2 separate regions of the Mus musculus genome follow, and region 2 is linked to region 1. The links are chromatin contacts, called in public HiCAR-type maps. All regions are on one chromosome and are shown on one strand. The core of a region is the stretch at or near the end of the contact, and the rest is flanking DNA. Distances in the headings are between cores, read along the strand shown. Region 1 has its middle 60 kb from the start of 1700019E08Rik. Region 2 has its middle 230 kb from the start of 1700019E08Rik.

The links. HiCAR-type assays count read pairs that join an accessible place to other places.
Region 2: a contact with region 1 is called in a HiCAR-type map of PVALB interneurons, with 2.8 times the contacts expected there. The contact joins two enhancer-like sites. A contact is called at or near these places in 2 of 484 Hi-C or Micro-C datasets (cerebral cortex and embryonic fibroblasts) and 2 of 115 datasets of contacts at active chromatin or transcription factors (PVALB interneurons and neural progenitor cells).

What each region holds. Positions count from the first base shown.
Region 1 is chr2:45,752,863-45,760,010 of GRCm38.p6, forward strand. No RefSeq gene overlaps it. Among named protein-coding and RNA genes, the nearest start is that of 1700019E08Rik, 60 kb to the left of the region's middle. Within about 2 kb of position 4,514, at least 10 of the 459 cell types and tissues checked have an H3K27ac peak or open chromatin away from gene starts, as enhancers often do. A contact at or near this core is called in PVALB interneurons, where this site is marked.
Region 2 is chr2:45,923,143-45,930,263 of GRCm38.p6, forward strand. No RefSeq gene overlaps it. Among named protein-coding and RNA genes, the nearest start is that of 1700019E08Rik, 230 kb to the left of the region's middle. Within about 2 kb of position 1,564, at least 3 of the 459 cell types and tissues checked have an H3K27ac peak or open chromatin away from gene starts, as enhancers often do. A contact at or near this core is called in PVALB interneurons, where this site is marked.

The sequences.
Region 1 (7,148 bases), core at 3,264-5,763:
ACTTTACATATCCTATACCGACATTAACAATCTGTATTATTTTCATCACAGGCTCTGAAGTATTCGCCACTTCCAGCACAAGAAGTGATTTTGGAGGGATAAAAACATTTCAAATTTAGTTAAGAAAGATAATTTACCTGGCTCCGTGGCACACAGCTGTAATTCTAGCTGCTTGGGAGCCTCAGGTTAGATGGACAACGTAGCAAGAACCTGCCTCACAAGAAAAATAAAGAAGAAGCAGAGGAAAGAGGAGGAAAATGAGAAAAAAAAAAGAAGAAAGTTTTTCCACTACTTTCTCCTTTAGTCTCCTGTCAACCCATAATAAAGATATATAGTCCCTTAGCATTTTATATACAAAAGCAGAAGCATAAAATCTTATGGAAAGGGTCTTTTGTAGAGAAGACAGCATTTTGTCATTTTTCTCTTGTATGTGTGAAAAATGAGGTCAGGATGTATAAATGGCTCTCCCACAGGCACATTACTAGATGACTAAGCTAGAGTGAGTTTGTGAGTTTGGGGATTTTATTATTGTGAAGGAGCTGACTGACGGTTAGTGAGTATACATCAGGTGCTTACATAGTTAATGATGTTCAGTAGTATCATTGGAGTTCAGTTTAATTTAGAGACCTTTGGAGAACCAAAAAGTTTGCTTTAACATGTTAACTTTATTCCTGAAAGTTAATCTTTGCAAATAGGAATTCAATTCTTCATCTCTACGTTAAAATCAATGAAACAGTTTGTGTCAAATTTCTTTTAATTTTAAAACATTGTTTCATGTAAACACAAACAAACTGTGCAGCTAGCTTTATTAACTTTCCTTTTTAAAGTCATATTGTAGATATTATGCCAAGAGTCAAATCAGAAAGCAAGATCTCCACAGAGATAAGTTTGTTCATCCTGAGTTTATCTTTGTGCATGTGAGCACATATAAAACAGTTCACCTAGTCTAGCATTCGGGTTGCCATGGGTTAGTACAGTTCTTATTCTGTTAGCCTAACCTTCAATTTGCTGGGTTTTGAACTCAGAATTACAGCTTACAAATGCAGTTCACCAGCTGGTACAAGGGCTTCTTTTGAATTTTTAATCATATGAATTAAAGATTGCTGGAGATGCTATCTAAAGTTCTACTAAGAGTGAGATAATATATTGCAAGCTAAGTATAGATAAGTCCAAGGGAATGGATGCGAAAAGGTAATAGGGATAGTGACACCCTGGATTGTGTACTTTGAGTACCAAGTTGGGATCGTAACAAAGCATTCATTGAAACTGCACCTTAGCCAAGCACAGTGTTAGTTAACATTACACTGTCTGCCAGTGTAACATGTATTTTGCAGCCGTCTTCAAATGCACAGGAGTCAAAAAGAAGGGAACATAGATACAAAACCTCCATTATATCAAACTCTAAGGTGGTACAGAGAAACCATTCGGTGATAAACATACAAGGGGAATATTTGATCACTGCTATAGGACTTCTTTAAAACATCCAGATCTCTTGCTTCAGCACAAATGATGAAGACTTTTTGTAAAATTCCATGATTGCAGAACTTAGCATTATACGTTGTCAGTACCAAAGCAGAAAAGAATAGGAAGTATCAGAAGGCACCAGAATTGCATACAGTACAGTTAGGTTGTGTGGCGCTTTGCTTCATTTCTATGTCTATGTGTGTGTCTGCGCATATGTATGTATAGTGTGCTAAATAAGGCTGCAGAAATGTGCCTTTAAAATTTAGGAATGGTTTGAGAAACAGCTTAGGATATTTTCATTCCATTTCTACTCCCCAAATTCTTACTATTGTCATTTATTTCCTAGAAATCTAGCCCATATAATAAGATATATACAGAATAATAACAATTAATTGAATTTGAATTCTAATCTATTGTATGTGCAAACATGTTTGTGTTTGTGCATTTAAATGTAAGTGTGAATACACACAGGCTACCAAATGCATATGGAGGTCCGAGGACAAACTTGGCTGTGATCCTTGCTTTCCTCCTTGTTTGAGACAGCATCTTTTTTATTGGCTACTTGGCAGCTCAAAGATAGATGGTCCATGAGCTTCCACTGATTCTCCCATGTGTCTACCTCCCATTCTAGACACAGGTGAAGCTTTATATGGGTTCTGCGGATCTGAACTCAGCTCAGACTTTCATACAGCAAGCATTTTTGTCTAGTGAACCTTCTCTACAATCTGAGAGCTTAGTTTCTAGTAACTACTAGAAGATGCCTAGAATGTGGTGGTGATTTGAGTGGATAAAGATTTGTATCCGTTACTTTTTAAACAATAAAAATGTATATATGCATGCATTTTCCCTAAAGCCTTTCATTTTAATAATTTAAAAATAAACTTTCATTCTTGAGAATTTTATACATAAATACAATGAAGTATGAAATCCACCCACATTTTCTTCCCCAATTTTATTTTATTTTATATTTTGCAGTACTGAGAAACCAACCCAGGGCCTCATGTATAAAACCAAATGTTCTTTGGCTTGTCCTCATCCCCAGCTGGATTTTCTTTATTATTATCATAGCAAGAGATTCCCTATGAGGGTCACTATTTCAGGACACAAATTTTGTTCTTAATCATGTTAGCAAAATTTGGGGGAGGGGGAGAGTACAGGGCAATGCTTTGTAATTACCCAGGTTTACATATAAAATCTAAGTGTGACCTGTATCAAAATAGAATAAGTGTGATCAAAATAGAATAAAACGAGCAGATAAAATAACACCAGTCAAGATGTAATGAATCATTCATTGGCTTTTCTAACTCATAAGTCCATGAGTTCTTTGGTATATTGATAACCTGGAATAACCACCCTGCCTTTTCATAAACAGAAAGCTGCATGCATTCCAGTTTGTTTCCTCCAATTCTCCCTGTTCATAAGAGTGGATGTGTGTTAATAGACAGTCATGAACTATGTCCAAGACTGAAGGAAATGCTGATCTCTGAGTTCTCCAGCAGCAGTGTAACACTTTCCCCTAGTTTACTCAATGGCTTTGTGAAGTGAATGTGTTCTCTTTTCTGATACCAAGTCTTCAGTTAGACAGTTGACTCGTTTACCTTCCTTTGGGGCCAAGTGCAAACTTTGTTCTGTGTTTATAAATTTATAAAGCCAGATAAGCACCAAAGAAGACATAGTTTAGCCATTGACAAAGCTCAGGATTGGCCACAGAACAAGGAAATGCATGGAGACAACAGAACTGATAGGGCTCATTGTGGTAGAGCAATAGGCAAGAAGTAACAGAGGGGAACGGGTTTTGGATAGCTTTTTGAATACTTTTCTAACCATGTGATGAAATGGTCGCTTAAAGCAGTTGGCTGCATTTAATTATTTTTATTTCAATTTTATTTTTTTTTCATGTGGTTACTTCATAGACACATTTATTTTCCAACATCAGCTCCTTAGTAGTATAATATAGAATGCCTCATTAGCAATTGAAAATGGGCTTATATTCCTAGCAGGAATGTTCTGAATAATGCTTTTAGATATGGAAGGAGTTAGCAAGGGAGATTATAGTACCTCTGACTTTCCTCTGGAGAACTTTAAAGAAAGCAAAACTTTTTATTTAATCCACAAATTTTACATAAGTTCTATTCTCTATGCAGCTTGTACAAGCTCTCCTCGGTCCTATCTTATTCTATCTTTGCTTGGAAGTGCTGATTGTAAGAATAGAAAATGCCTGTTCTTGGAGCAGGTGGGTGCCACAGTATGCTGAGAACCTACCTCCCACGTGTGTCTCTCCAGTTTATAGAATGGTTTAATTCCCCAGTCCTTAGAGTGGTCAGATAAGTGCCTTGGTATTTAGAAGAGGCCTGTGGAACAAGAGATTCAACAACATTGGAGAATTTATCAAAATGCAAACTGAGGCCGGCTGCTATATTAGCTCACTGAGAAGCCTTGGGGTTCAGGGAAATGTTGCAGATCTACACTCAGATACACCAGTTCTACCATAATGGCAAAGGCTGCGTAGCTCAGCTCACTCTTGAAATGCCCGAGAAAGGATAGCAGAACAGTATTAGGTACAGAACAAACAAGTCCTTACCAGGAAACATCTGCACACTGATGGCAGCTTACATCTGTGTGAACCAGATTTTGTGTTTCTTGGCTCAGATGGGGGCTCATCTATAAATACTAAACAAATTCAGCAAATCACTGCACTAGGAAAAAAAAAACAACCAACCAACCAAACAAACAAACAAACAAAAACCTTTAAGGAGGCAGCAATGGGTCCCTGTGCTAAGACTCCTCCAGAGGGAAAGAGAATCTCTCCTGTGTAGAGCCAAGCCATGAATTTTGGCTGCTGATTCTTCCCTTAAAAATCTTTTCTATTTTTCATAGTTTATACTTTGCAGGTGGAAAAGCCTTTGCTACCAGAGAGAGGGTGGTTTCATCCCTCCCTGAAGAAATTTCCTCAGCCTGCCCATGAATTTTCTTAGAATGCTATCTTTAGGATATTCTAAAGAGAGGCAGACACCAGAAAGAGCAGCAGCTGAGATGCTTGCATCTAACTCAGATCTGAAGGATGAAACTGAAGCCTCCACCACAGCTGGAAGAACGGGGAGCCTAGCCTAGCACTGGCAATGGGCAAAATGGCTATTCATTTCCTCTCTTGTGATCTTTCCTCTTTCATTTTGAGAATCTCAATACATAGTTGAGACTTTTCCCAGATTCACAATCAACTCTGATTATCTCCCTCCTCTCTCCACTTTTCCCTTTTTAGTTTCTTGGATGCTGTTAGAGGAAGAAGATAAAAACTATCTGGCATGGAACATTCTCGTTTTCTTTAACATTTTTTAGGTCACTCAGTATTTGTCTAAGGCTTGAGAAAAAGGAGAAAATATGGTCAACGGATAAAGAAAGCAGAAGTTTGGTTTCTCTTCAAATATGTTTTCCATCTCTGACCTCATATGAAAACTTTGCGATGCATCCAGTCATAATATTTACACAATTTTAAGCAGGTAGTGACATTTTTTTGGTGACAAAATCTTTACAGTGTTTATCCTGTCTTGTTCTCCCATCTTTTCTGAGCTCTTTATTTTCCTTGGGATTTAACGTGTGTGGACACTTTAGTTTGAGTGAGCAGTCTAGAAACAGTTTCATTGCTTTAAACTATTGAAAATTTTTTGCCTACCTGAGCACCGACTCTTAAATTCTTTGCAATTATCTGAATCCTCAGCTGGAGCCCAACAAAACTCACATATTGTTAGGATTTCCTCATACTGGATACTGAGGGGCACAGCCCAGCCGCTCTGTTTTCCTTGAAGCACATTCCTTCTTCCTCCTTCTGTGGGCTGCTGCAAATTGTGCTTGGTTAAGAGATTTGTCAATAACTTATATGTGAACTGACAATGACATGGGTAGATTTGGGAACACCAACTTCGAGGTGTGAGGAAGAAAGAAATTACCAAGCGACAGAATTCCTGTACTTCCCGTTTACCCCACAAGCAGATGCAGGAACAGGTTGGAAAAAATGCAAAAAGACAGAACTAACAGGCTGACTCTACGATAATTGCATGCGATCAGAATGATGGTGTAGTCCCACACCTGGATCCAGAAACAAAATGCACAAGGATAGGGATGGGGGTGGGGTTGTGGTAAAATGACTTAGCAACAGCATGTGTGAAAGAAGCTTAGGCATTTAGTTGACAATAATCTCAGTAGGAGCCAACAGTAATGCGGCTGCCAAAAAGGCTGATGGGCCCTGAGGCTGTATTAATAGTAGTGCTCTGGTAGAATAAGAGCAATAACAGTGCCGCCTCTTCGAGGGGTTCTACTCACAGAGAATCTTTGAAGGATGTACTCAGCCCTGTGGGCCCCACCCACTTGGACCTGTTTACCAGAGTTGGTGACACATATCAGCAGTGTGAAGTATATTCTAAGGTCCAGTTGTAAATGCCATTAAGACTTATCTTTAGAAATTTGTAGTAAGAAATTTATGTGTCTATGTCTTAAAGTTAGCTATGAGGAATAGAAATAATCCACTCCAAGGCCCCGGCAGAGTGTACTCAGTATCCATAGAAATGAAGATTAGCATCAGAGGGGTATAGGGAAAATTGGGAACTTTTGGAAGAGATAGAGGAAACTTTGTAATTAGAAAGTCTAGAGAGTCCAAACGTTGGATGAACCAAGGGAAGTACTGAGATCTAAAAGTGGCTAGGCAATTGATTAAACAGCCTAGAAGGGAACCCAGATAAATAAATCGCTTATGGTTTTACAGGTAGAGAAATGAAACATTAAACAAAGACAAAAAACCCAATAGGTCTTTGAAGAAACAAACATTTTGTGAATAGTTACCTTCAAAACTCAGAAACTTTAAGCTCTCTAAAAGCTACATGGAGAATATTAAATAGCACCATTGAGTAGAGAGGTTGCTAAAATATCCGATATGCTAAAAGAGGCTTTTATTTCAAACTATTCAAAGACAATCTATTCCATAGTTCAGAACTATCACTAGTTAAAATTCTTTTCTTCTCTGAAGATAGATTTTGTAGACTGGGATGCTTCCAAATGTCCCTTTACACATCCTCTAGGGAGTTAAATTATACCATAAGTATCTTGTTTCTTTTCTCTCTCACCAGAACAGGTTTCTGTAATAGTCTATTTCAAGTACAGTGTACTAGCAACTTTTCTTTATACTCTGACAAAATAGTTAAGAAAGGCAACCTCAGAGAGGAAGGGTTATTGATTACAGTGTTGGGTTCTATACCTGTATCAGCATGGTAACTGAGAAGGGATGGACTCTGGAAGTACTACGGAAGGACTATGAGGGTACTGGTCACATTGTGCATACTCTTAGAAAGCAGAGGCACATACCCTCTTTTTCCTGTCTTCTTTCCTTTTTTTTTTTTTTTTTTTTTTTTTAATTTTATGTGTTTAACCCAAGACCTCCTCAGTACAGTGCAGGGTGCTACCCATTTTAAGGGTGTCTTCCTTGCTGAATGAACCTTCTTTTGTAACATGCCTCACAGGTAGACGTGTGTCTCCTAGGTCAGTCTACATCTAGTACAACATCAAAACAGATGTTTTATCATCACACATAGACTGTAAATTATTTTCAAACTACTTGTGGTATTGGAATCTTTCAGTGTGTTATAATTCTGATATGACATTAGTACAAGTTCCAACCCCAGAGCTGCCAAGGCATA
Region 2 (7,121 bases), core at 314-2,813, 170 kb after region 1:
GTTCCAAACTGAAATAGTTTAGTTTACTAAAAAGAAGATATTGCTAGTTATCAACAAAATATCTATTATATCTGAAATCACATCATTAGAGATGTAAGAATTAGATCTAAATATTAAATTGTCTTTCACAAACACTATCTCAATATGGTAAATAATCCTAAGCAAAATAAATGTGGCACCGTGGAAATTATTTTTGTTTGCATTTTTCTGTAAAAAGCAAACAACTGTCTGGTTATTGCAGCATGAATTTGAATTTTAGTTATAAATTACTTCACCGATATGCTGGTTGACTTAAAAGTGCAGTGTAAAAAATCAATGTAGGTGTTGTTGAAAAGGATCTCAGATACCTGGAATCTATAATATCAGGTTTTAAGTTACACTTTGAAATGAAGAAACAAAAGCAATTAGCTTTCCTAATTGAAATGCAGAAAGCAGTGAAGTTATGTAGTAACCATGTGTCTCTGGTAGGGGAATTGTCTATGGAAGTTTAACACATGCAACTCAGCATTAACTCACAATATGAAAAAAAGAAAGTTCAATTATATTGAACTACATTTTGCAGGACAAATAACAAGAAAATAAACCAAATAAATGAATAAACAAATAAACTCACCAAAACAAAACCCCCAAACTATGCTCAGAGTATTGCAGGCTCCATATGTACTTAAAATTTCCACATATAAGACTCAGGTTATTGACTATTTATTGAGGAATTTTCACATTCATTGTACAAATATATCAACCCACCCTCAAATTATATACCTAATATGATGCTCCAAAATTCTGAAAATTTGTATACCACTTTAAGAATCACAAATTCAGCAGGGCACGATATTCATTAGCGTGTCAATACCTGGTATATTTTGGTTGACTGATTATTAAAGAATGATCATGAAATAGTTTATATAATAGCAGAATCAGATAAGCAGAATGAATCTTCATTATAATGTACTCATATCCAACAGTTTACTGACTTTCTGATCTGAGTATGAATCTGAGTCTATTTCCTAACCCTACTAATAGTCAATATTATTATTTATTTCTATGTCTACACTGGCAGGCATTTTTTCCATTTACAACCCGGTCATCCTGTAGCATCATTCTATGTATTTACATATTTCCTGGTCCTCCTGGGACAATATTCTAGCATAGTTCCCCACCTTCCTTCCTCAGCCCAGCTGCAGACTCCTCTCTTCTTTCTTTCTCAGTATGATTGAATACATTTAAAATCAACATCATCTCTTCCACTCGCCTTTCCTCTCCCATCTGCTGATGCCCACCCAATCCTTCTTTTGGAATCAGATTTAATATGAATCTTTAAAATCAAAATCATCTTCTGTTTCTTTGCCCTAATCCAGCAGCTGCAGATTTCTTCTCCCGGCACTGTTCTCCGTCTGCAGCTCACCAAAATGCTTCTTAGAAAAATATGCAGTTGTTTTTCTCCCCTATCCAAAAGGCTGGAACTTTCCTGGCTTCCCAATTATACAATTTATGCTTCTTTTAAGGATTGTGAAGATGATATTATTAGAAGTTGAGCGAATTGGGGCTGTGTATGGAAGGAAGGGAAGTTTCTTTAAGTGAATGATATTGGGTATAAAATGGCACATAGGGCTCTGTACTACTCATTCACATATAACCTATTCAAATACACGTAAATACACGTACATTCTGTAACAATCTGTGTAGATAAGTGAAGCTGAAAAGACCTCAGGTCCACTAAATCTTAAAATAAACATTAAGAAGGAATAAGTAGAAATAAGCAAACAAAGTTTTTTTTTTTAATTCTGGCAGAGAGTTTATTTATTTAGCAACAGCAATGCAGTTGCGTACACTCTCTCCAAATGTTTTATCTCTTTCTCCATAGCACCTGTCCCTGAGTGAATAGAGCCACATCTGTCTCATCTTGGCATAAGGAGTACACAAGTACATCTGTGAGTGAAGATTTCATTTCTGAAGGAAGCTGTGTATACTTCTGCACTCCTGCAGTCTGGAGTAAAAGAAGGTACAGTACATTTTGCATCCCGCTGAAAGGCTTCTCAATAGGAAGGAGAGAGTTTGAAACTGATACAAAAATACTGTTTTGAGTTTGGTAATGCTATGAACGCTACCTATGCATTAATAAACTATACATTACATAAACACACACATATATGTATATGTGCACATATATAATTTAGAAAACTTTTTTTTAAGAATGGTAATGGTCTGCATATTTGAAAACTATTTTCTGAAAGAACAAGATCATCAATTTTCGGAAAGGAATTCAAGATGCTAATTGATGCCAATTAGATTTCCTCATTGTGATAATTTAGGGCATTTTGTACTTTGCACACTTCAATTTTAATAAAAATATCCAATCTCTATGCAGAATCTTCCAATAATTAATAATGTACTGGACGAGGACCAGTGGCAGGTTATTGAAGGCACAATTTATAGCCAGTTTTAAAATATAATTCTTTTCTTTCTCCTAAAGTCACAGTTCCTGTGTGTTCTGGCACTAGAAAGGTGGTGGTGATGGGGTCACCCTTTTCTCTATTCTGCTCCCTTCAGTGTACTCTGTGTCCTAGTCAAGGTTCACTTATAACTGGTCTTTCTTGGTATGATTCACCATCATGCTCTACCTGGGCCTCTATTGAAGAATGCAAACAGAGCTCTGTGCCCCAAACTAGTCTCCCTCTAATCTTAGCCAAATATAATCCTGAGCACACTTCTAATTTCTGATTTCCCTGCTGAAATTTCCTTCCAAGGCTCCCTGTTGCGGTTATGAGAATGCCTCAATTCAGTTTCTGGATGTGGTTCCTAAGGTTCTTACACATTGTGGCACTGTCATCATGAGGCTCCCAGATGGAGCTCTCTCTCCACCCACACTCATTTCTATCCAAGCGAATCGTTTTCAGCTCTAAGATGCTTCCTGTTTCTCTGTGCTCATTTGATGTTATCCCTCGTAGTCAGCACAGTGCCACTCAGCACCCAGGCAGTCCTGACATACCCCATAACAAGTTAGGATGAGTAGAGTCTTGGGAAGGTTGTTGATTGATTATGAGCTCAGATTCCACCACCTTCCCTTTCTCTTCCCTCCTTTCTGTGTGATAGGATGTGGAGAATATAGGTTCAGCTCGGTGGAGGTGTTAGCAATGCTGCGACAGATGGGACAATGCTCTTAGGAAGAGTGAGCTGATGCAGAGTGATGCTGTTAGGAAGGAGGCATAAGAGTGGGCAGGATAGCCCAGTCATTTTGCTGTTCAGCACAAATCGTGAAAACAAATTTTTGAGATATTTTACTTTTATTTAACATTATCTCACAATATTTCTGTTCACAAATAAATTGACCCAAGACTTGAAAATATTGATTCAAGAATTTGAGACCTTCAAAGAGAACTCCATAACCTCTTCTGTTGTGGTTTCCCAGCGCTTTGCGGGTTGCAGATCTACATCAGGCATCTCAGCTTCCGTTCTACTCTTTCTCTGAAGTTTACTTATTTTCTTCTTGATCACTGCACACTGAGAAACAAGAACAGCAGCTCACCATGTCTCTGTCTGTTCCTAATGATAAAGGCTCACGTCTCACGTATCTTTTCAAATATCACCGTCTTCTCCAAGGCAAACCTGTGGTTATGAACTGAGCTGGGTTTTGGGTTTTTCAAGGTCAATGCCTGTCCCCAGGCAGCTACTGCAAGACCTTATTACCATCTCCACACTCCTTGGCCAAACCTCCAAACTGCTCTCATGTCTTGGACACTTTACTTTCCCCCTAAAACTGGGCTGCCTTCACATGGACACAGTTCTGACCATGGCCATGCCCTTCCTATGCATGATGGTATCTTTCTTCCTTTCTGTCTGCCTGCCTGCCTGCCTGCCTTCCTTCCTCTTCCTTCCTTCCTTCCTTCCTTCCTTCCTTCCTTCCTTCCTTCCTTCCTTCCTTCCTTTCTCTCTCTCTCTCTCTCTTTCTTTCTTTCCTTCTACCTGTCTTTCTGTCTTTCTTTCTTCCTTCCTTCCTTCCTTCCTTCCTTCCTTCCTCTCTCTCTCTTTTTCCATCTTTCCTTCTTTAGGTCTTTCTTTATTGGACAGTGATAAAAGCAAACTGCACAGTTTACCAGCACTTGCTGGGTGGTCACACCTTCCTTTTTTCTACCTGGCCTAGCCCACCTGCTATCTCCTCTCCTAAGCACCCATCCTGCCCCTGATAATACAAGTAATGTTGCATATAGAAAAATGTGCTCTGATAGAAATAGGAAATTTTTCTGCATCTATAGTGTGTCCAGTGTGTTTTGTTAGTTTTAGTCACCTTGCATATGCACATTCATAAGTTTTCTTTTGCAGTAGTATATTTCAAAAAATAAAAAAGCAGAAACATAATCTACCGTTCATGGCAGCATTCCCCACTTTTAGATGAACACATGTTAAAAATTTTAGTGTATACCCAAGAGAACAGAAATGGTCATTTCAATGAGGTGGGATGAATTATACATGTAGTGTATTTTGCCATAAATGCAACAGAATTATTTTTACCAATGAGTTGAGTTTGAATTTAGAAGTTTTAGAAGTTAATTCAGAAAATTTTTACATTGTGGAAAGTTCACCTAATTTTAAGCATATGTATCATTTATAGTGTGCCACAAGGGTTGTGCTTCTGGGCTTTAAATACTTAAACCAAGCCCAATGGCTCTCTCTTTTCTCCTACTGTCTGCAAATCTGGATCTAGAACACTCAGCTACCTCTCCAGTACCATGTAGGCCTGCGTGCACCATGTTTTAACCTTGATCATAATGGTCTAAATTTCTGAATATAAGCAAGCACCTATTAATTTTTTTATATGAGTTTTATTCCTCATGGTGTCTTTTACAGAAATAGAACAGTAACTAAAACAGATAACCACTAAAGATTTAGAATAATTAATATTTACATTTTCTTCCTAACCTTGGAGAATTTTATTTCCTGAACAGAGCTAGGTTGTACTTTTGAAAAACTGAACAAAATTTTGCTTAATTTGAAAAACAAAAATTCCCAAAATCAGAATTAAGGATGTAATATCATAATATTCTTAAAGTGTACAATGAAATGAGAAGAGTTGTTTGTGGCTACGAAATGGTGTTTGTTATTATATGCAAGTGTTATCTCTATGTTATAGTTATCTCAGAGTATTTTTAGTAGAGTGTTTATAAAATGATTATAGTCACATTTGGAAATATAGTTAAGAGGTTAGGCTTCACTTGAAGTTTTATATATTTATATATTCATCCCACTTACATCAAGTCATGCATTTAATCATTTTAACTGCAGCCTCAGCATCTTTACCTGAAGACTTTTCATGGTAAGTATATGACTTGGGCATACTATCTTTACATCTTCAAAACACAAATTTCTCTTTTATGAGTAAGACTGATACACCAATTTTGTGTTAATTGAACAGTAGTTAACAAGCTATAATGGCAAAGTCTAAGTCTTTCTTTGGCCTGTTTTGTGGTGATAAAGGGGTTAATCCTGGCTTTTGCATCTGCAATAGGTTTTAGTAAGAGAAATATCCAAGATGACAACAAAGGTTTAAAAGGCCATGCAAAATAGACCTTGAATTAGCTCCAAGGCAGAGACAGTCACAAGATAACCAATACCGACAAATTAAATATCTAATTACATCATAGAAAAAATGGAGAGTAAATTAGGGAGTATATATAAAATGTTTCTCAAGCTGTTTAGATAATATTAGAAGAAAATAATACTAGTCATTTTCACGGGGTTTGGGGAGATGGCTCAGTGGATAAAGTGCTTGCTATGCAAGTTTGAGGACCTGAGCTTGGATTCTGAATAACTATGTATCAAGGCCAACATGATGGCTAAGCCCTGCAATCCCTCTGCTGGGAGGTAGAAAGAGAAAGATCCCAAGGGATTTCTAGCTAGAAAGCCTGCCCAAAAGGTGAGCCCCAGTTTCAGTGAGAAATCCCATCTCAAAAAGAAAGATATAGCTGTAGTCCAGGAAGCCCCTGGATTGTGATGCCTGTAGACTCTGCAGAACAAGCATTGGAAACCCAATATTTTCACACACACACACACATGCTCATGCGCACATGTACTCATGCACACACACATACATTCCTCATGAACAAAATAAACTAATACTATTTTTCTCAAGGGAATCTTCAATTGTGTTCCATTCAACATGGTTCTCATATTATGTCCAATTGTAACAGTGGCAAATCTTGTGCTATTAAAAATTGAAAAGGATTTTGAAGACCTTTAATATTCTCCTTTAAATATCTATCTTAACTATACCTAATTTCTGACTTATTTCAATTTTTAAATGTTATAATGAAACATTAATATAAGATGCTTTATCTCGGAGGAAAAAATTCTGAAAATTTACATATAAAATATGTCAAGAGATTGCTAGAAGAGAAGTAATTTGCTTTATTTCTTTAGTGTATGAATATTATGGCTGTTTATCATGCCAAGAATAGGATTTTTATTGCTTAGATTTCCTGTTTCTGAAAAAGAGATTATTTTTGTAAAGTGATTGCTGTCCCAAATGGACAAGGAGAGTTGAATATAAAGTTTTAAAAGCAAAAGGAAAAGAAGAGGAGGAGGAGGAGGAGGAAGAACAAGAGGAGGAGGTAGGGGAGGAGGAGAAAGAAGGGAAAGAGGAAGGGGAGGAGAAAGAAGAAGGGGAGGAGTATGAGGAGGGGAAAGAGGAAGGGAAAGAGAAAGGTAAAGAGGAGAAACAAGGGGAGGAGGAGGAAAGAAAAAAGAAAGAAAAGGAGAGGAGGAGGAGCGGGAGGGAGGAGGAAATGGATTCATTGTTTTGAGTTGCTCTCATTGAGTATAAAGCTCTGAGTACTGTTTGAATGCCCTACCAGACCTGCAGAAGAAGCCTGGCAAATTTGAAGGTTATATGAAAACACTTTCCTCCCTTTCTTTTGGAGTTAGATTTAAAAGAGTTGCAATTAAACCCCGTCAGCACTCTGAACAGAAAATCCTGTGTATCCCTGCAGAATGTCCTTGGAATGCCATGCTGAGGGGACACAGCCATCAAAAAACCCAGCAGTGGCTTCTGCTTAGGACATGCTTTTATGTGACATAAATCTTTAAGCAAACTAAATGTATGGAAAACTAAAGGCATTCTCACTTTA